Regions from separate parts of the Mus musculus genome. Here region 1 is linked to region 2. The links are chromatin contacts, called in public promoter capture Hi-C maps. All regions are on one chromosome and are shown on one strand. The core of a region is the stretch at or near the end of the contact, and the rest is flanking DNA. Distances in the headings are between cores, read along the strand shown.

Region 1 (2,841 bases), core at 288-2,787, 160 kb before region 2:
CTCACAGCCCTTCCCCTTCGAGCAAATTCAGCACAAAAGGCCTCTGTAAGAAAAAACTGAGTGGGGAGGGAGACACAGACCCTGGAGCCTTATCCAATGATGGCTCTGATGACGGGCCCTCGGTAATGGATGAAACAAGCAATGATGCCTTTGACTCTTTGGAAAGGAAGTGTATGGAAAAGGAAAAGTGTAAAAAGCCCTCCAGTCTGAAATCTGAAAAGATTCCATCCAAGAGCTTAAAATCAGCCCGCCCCATTGCCCCTGCCATCCCCCCACAACAGATCTACACTTTCCAGACAGCCACCTTCACAGCAGCAAGCCCAGGTTCCTCCTCAGGCTTGACCACCACCGTGGTCCAAGCAATGCCCAACAGTCCCCAACTCAAGCCCATTCAGCCCAAGCCCACTGTTATGGGAGAGCCTTTCACAGTCAACCCTGCCCTGACCCCTGCCAAGGACAAGAAAAAGAAAGACAAAAAAAAGAAGGACTCATCAAAGGAACTTGAAAGTCCTCTGACCCCTGGGAAGGTATGCCGAGCAGAAGAAGGTAAGAGCCCGTTCAGAGACGCAGCAGGAGATGGAATCAAAGTGGAGAGCCTTCTGAACGGCTCCTCAGAGTCCCACCAAAGCCGGTTAGCTAGTATCAAGGCTGAGGCTGATAAGATTTACAGTTTCACTGACAATGCCCCCAGCCCTTCAATTGGAGGCAGCAGCCGCCTAGATAGTACTACCCCGACCCAACCCCTAACTCCCCTCCACGTAGTGACCCAGAATGGAGCCGAAGCCAGCTCAGTCAAAACCAATAGCCCTGCCTACTCTGACATCTCTGATGCTGGGGAGGATGGGGAGGGCAAGGTGGACAGTGCCAAGTCGAAGGACCCCGAGCAGCTGGTTAAAGAAGGGGCTAAGAAAACACTGTTCCCCCCTCAGCCACAGAGCAAAGACTCCCCATATTATCAAGGCTTTGAAAGTTACTACTCTCCAGGTTATGCACAGTCCAGCCCAGGGACTCTCACCTCAAGCAGCCAGGCAGGAATGGAGGGCCAGCCCCTAAAGACAAAAAAGGATGAGGAGCCTGAGAGCGTAGAAGGGAAAGTAAAGAATGATGTCTGTGAGGAAAAGAAGCCGGAGCTGAGCAATTCCAGTCAGCAGCCCTCCGTCATCCAGCAGCGGCCCAACATGTACATGCAGTCCCTGTACTACAACCAGTATGCCTACGTGCCTCCTTATGGCTACAGTGACCAGAGTTACCACAGCCACCTCCTGAGTACCAACACCGCTTATCGGCAGCAGTATGAAGAACAGCAGAAGCGGCAGAGCCTGGAGCAGCAGCAGCAGCAGCAGCGGGGACTGGACAAGAAGACAGAGATGGGCCTGAAAGAGCGGGAGGCATCGCTCAAGGAAGAGTGGAAGCAAAAGCCCTCAATTCCACCAACTCTCACCAAGGCTCCCAGCCTGACAGACCTGGTGAAGTCAGGGCCCGGCAAGGCCAAGGAGCCTGGGACAGATCCTGCCAAGTCTGTCATCATTCCCAAGTTAGATGACTCATCAAAACTCCCCAGCCAGCCCCCTGAAGGCCTTAAAGGGAAGCTGGGTGAGGCCAGCCACCTAGGCAAGGAGGCGTCTGAGGCTAAGACGGGCACTGAGTGTGGCCGACAGGCAGAGGTGGATCCAATACTCTGGTACCGACAGGTAACTGTTGTATGTAAGGAAGTGGAGATGCTGTCTAATAAACTTTCTGGCCCCCACAGACCAGCATTGTCTTGTTTAGGGGTTCCATAGAATTGAAATTAGCAGAAGAGTTTTATAATTTTAGTAAACATGTACATTTTATGTTTTTTAAAAAGCACTTTTACCTCCTTAAAAGGTATTTTTTTCCTTAAATAGGGAAGAAGGACTAATAAGACAACTTATGTTGTCTACAATTAGTTGAGACTTCATTAGCAAAGCAAGACAAGAACCTGGGTATTTTGACTTCTAGCCCAGTGTTCAGAATGTTTCAGAATGGAAGCATATAGCACTCACAGGTTTCTTTAAAAAGGAATTTATGATGTCAGCTATGACAACACATGCCTGTAATCCTAGGACTTGGGAGGCTAAAAGCAGGTTATCTTGAGTTTATAGCCACACTGAGCTATATAGCCTGGGCTACATATACTTAGCAAGACCCTGTTCTCTCAAAATAAATATTATTTAGAAATTAAAACTAATGGGACTGGAGAGATGGCTCAGTGGTTAAAAGTACTTTCTGTCCTTCCAGAAGACTGGTTTATTCCTAGTACCCACATCAGATGGCTCACAACCTCCTGTGACTCCACTTCCAGGGGATCTGATTCTCTCATCTGGTCTCCGCAGATACCCATACCTGTTGCAAACATTCACACGGTCTTCCCTTTCCTCCTGGGGCACTGATAACTGCAAAGCACCATAAACATCTTGGCAGGAGGCAACTTGTATTCCCAGAGTCGCTGCCCCAGGAGTCTTGTACAGAGAAGAGCCACTGATGGTGTCACTGTTTCTCTCCTAGGATCTTGTTTCCTAGGAGAAGGTGTTTTGTCATGACAGGGTCTCGCTATGTATTCCTGGCTGGCCCTGAACCCACCTGTAGGTTCTGCCTCTGCCTCCTCAGTGTTTTTGTAAACAAATTCTGTACAAGTCAGAAGCGCACTGCGCCTTGAGTGCTGTTATGATCTGTTAATGTTTCTACTTAGACCTTGGGTTTGAAAAGGCTTTTATGTGTACTACTACTCGGCACCCATTCTGTGGTTTTTGCAGGAGACGGAGTCTCGAATGTGGACATATGTTTATCCTGCCAAATACTCAGACATCAAGTCAGAGGATG
Region 2 (2,948 bases), core at 117-2,616:
CTTACCTTCTCCCATGTGGGTCCCAGGGATGACTTTTGTCATCAGGCCTCGTGGTAGATACCTTTACCCATCCAGCTATTTCTATGGCTCTAAGATGAACTGTTTTAGCTTTAGATATGAGACAGGTGATTATTGTCTTTCCATACTTGACTTATTTCACTTAACATGATATCACTCAGTTCTCTTGCTGCTATTGTTGATGTCTTGAGGTGTGTCTTGTATATGTATACATATTCTGCTTGTCCATGTATGCATTTATGTAAGCCAGAGGTCCAGTTTGGGTCCTGTCTATCATTCTTCGAATTGCCTTTTGAGACAGGGTCTTAAACTGACCCCAAAGTTCACTGATTGGCTAGCTTAGATGGCCACCGATCCCTGGAGATCTTGTCTTCACCTCCCAACACAGGGATATGGGTCATGCTGCTGCAAATGCCCATAGATTACTGGGGATCAAACAGAGGTCCTCAGGTTTGCATACCAAGCCCTTTACCCACAGAGGCATCCACCCAGGCCTCACGACCTCCAGTTCTATCTGTGGAGCTACAGATTACAGAATTTCATTGATTTTTTTTTTAATGGTCAGGTTGTGTGTATGTGTTCGATTTCATTGTGGACATCTGGTTAATTCTGTACCTTGGAGCCTGTGAATAACACAGTCATCATGGAAGTACAGCTCTCTCCTCCTCAACGCACTCCTTCACTTCCCTTTCCTCTGGATATGCAGCTAGTAGTGAGATAGCTGGATCATATGATACATCTATTTTTAGTTCTTGAGGAACTTCCACACTGTTTTCCATAGTGACTACACTAATTTCCATTTCCACCAACAGAGTATGAGAGTTCCTCTTTCTGACATCTCATTGTTATTTGTTTAGTTTGGTGATAGCCATTCTATCTGGTGTGACCCGATTCCTCATTGTGGTTGAACTATTTTGGTTCTCTTCACATCAGCGAAAGGTAGAGTAGCAATTTCAACACGTCCATGGGATAAATGAGGTCACCGAGGGAGGCAGAGGACTCGCCTAGATAATCAGAGCCCCAACTTAAACGTGGGTCTTCCTGCTCTCTGGGCCGCAGAGGACATAGCAGGCAGACCTGGGTAGGAAAGCAGAAGGGACAAGTTCAGGAGGACAGAGCTTGGCCAAAGAGGAGCATGGATCCCCATGGTCTGGAGGGTCTGGCAGGAGGCAGAAGTAGTCAGCTAGGAGGAGCCAGATGGGTGAGAGCCTTTCCTCCGGGCTCCGGCTGTCCTCTCTGCTCTCAAAATGCCATCTCTATTGCCTGACAGACACCAGATAGGAGAGCAGAGAGGCTCATTAGTCCGTTAGCACTGGCTGAGTCAGGGCCTCACAAATGTGTTCCTCATGTGACTTGAGATGAGTCAAGAGGGGAAGTGGTGGGAGGGGATTCCCAGGATGCAGGCAGCGAGGGCCTGGGGGATGGAGGCCTAGAGATGGGCTGGAGGCTGGGCTTCTGTAGCGCGGCTGGTCCTCTCCTAGGTTCGTAGGCCACTGCAAAGAGTACGAGCAACTTAGAAGTGATAACTCCCCTGATGGGCAGCTTCAGTGGGTGAGCAACTCAAAGCGTCTGGTGATGAGGAAAGACCTGGCTTGGTGCCAAACAGTGTAACCACAGCAAAAGCCTAGGCTTGGGCACATGGGCCCCATTTCCTGAGACCTATTTGCTAAGCATTTATCTTTGTAGAAATTCAATCAGACACTGCATTTGATATACATATATATAAGATAATGTATGGGGCTGGCAAGATGGATCATCAGGTAAAGACACTTGGCACTAAGCCTGCAACCAGGGTTTGCGCCCAGGGACCCACGTGGTAAAAAGAGAAAATGAACACCTCAAGTTGTCTTCTGACCTCCACACATACCATAGCACACGCCCACATCCACTATAAAAATAAATACATAAATCCATAAAAGATAGTAAAAGCCAGCCATGGTGGCCCAAACCTGTCATCTCAGCACGTGGGAAGTAAAGGAAAAAGGATTAGGAATTCAAAGTAGTTCTCTGATTCATAATGAGTTTGAGGCCAGTTTGGGATATATAAGAACCTGCCTCAAACCTATAAGTGGTGGTGCACACCTATAATCTCAGCACTTGGGAGGCAGAGGCAGGCTGATCTCTGAGTTTGAGGCCAGCCTGGTCTACAGAGTGAGTTTCAGGATAGTCAGGACTACACAGAGAAACCCTGTCTCAAAACAACTACAACCACAGCAACAACAACAGCAACAACAACTCATTTGGATTATGTAGCTCAGTGGCAGAGAACTTACTTGCCATGTATAAGGTCCTGGGTTTGAACCCTTGAATTCCCTCAAAAAAGAAAGTCCCCACTAATAATTGTTTGATGGCTGTATTTACTTTATTTATTTTTATTTTTTGAGATAGGATCTCACTGTGTAGTCCCTGCTGCCTCCGGAGTGTTGAAATTAAAGGTGTGCGTTATCGAGCTCGGCTTGTTTGCTTTTTAAAATCATGTTTATTCTATGTATATGGATGTGTTGCCTCCGCATATGTCTGTGTACTGTGCACACCTGGTGTCCACGGATGTCAGAAGAGGGTGCTGGATCATTGAAGCTAGGTTATGGACAGGCGTGAGCCACCATGTGAGTCCTGGGAATATAACCAGGATCTTCTGGAAGAGTAGCCAGTTTCTTAGTCACTGAGCAATCTCTCTCTAGCAACCCATTCCCCCTTCCCCATTAAAAAAATTGTCTTAAATATTTTTTTATTACATGTATGTGTTTGCCTGTGGTTTGGGCATTCAAAACTCTTGGAGGCCAGAAGTAGGATTCCCTGGAACTGGGGTTAACAGGCATCTATGAGCCACCTGGTGTGGATGCTGGGAAGTGAACTCGTGTCCTCTGCAAGACTAGAAAGCACTGTTGAACACTAAGCCGTCTCAGCTCAGGTCCTCACATTCTCTCTCT

What was found. Capture Hi-C pulls out chosen DNA fragments and counts their contacts.
Region 1: a promoter capture Hi-C map of adipose tissue shows a contact between it and region 2. The contact joins two enhancer-like sites. A contact is called at or near these places in 1 of 115 datasets of contacts at active chromatin or transcription factors (microglia) and 2 of 9 other capture datasets (adipose tissue and liver).

Annotation. Positions count from the first base shown.
Region 1 is chr9:65,701,122-65,703,962 of GRCm38.p6, reverse strand. Zfp609 (zinc finger protein 609) reads left to right here. Exons shown (of 10, transcript NM_172536.3): 5 at 1-1,691; 6 at 2,775-2,841. Among named protein-coding and RNA genes, the nearest start is that of Oaz2, 26 kb to the right of the region's middle. Within about 2 kb of position 1,537, at least 43 of the 459 cell types and tissues checked have an H3K27ac peak or open chromatin away from gene starts, as enhancers often do. A contact at or near this core is called in adipose tissue, where this site is marked.
Region 2 is chr9:65,540,274-65,543,221 of GRCm38.p6, reverse strand. No RefSeq gene overlaps it. Among named protein-coding and RNA genes, the nearest start is that of Ankdd1a, 22 kb to the right of the region's middle. Within about 2 kb of position 1,366, at least 245 of the 459 cell types and tissues checked have an H3K27ac peak or open chromatin away from gene starts, as enhancers often do. A contact at or near this core is called in adipose tissue, where this site is marked.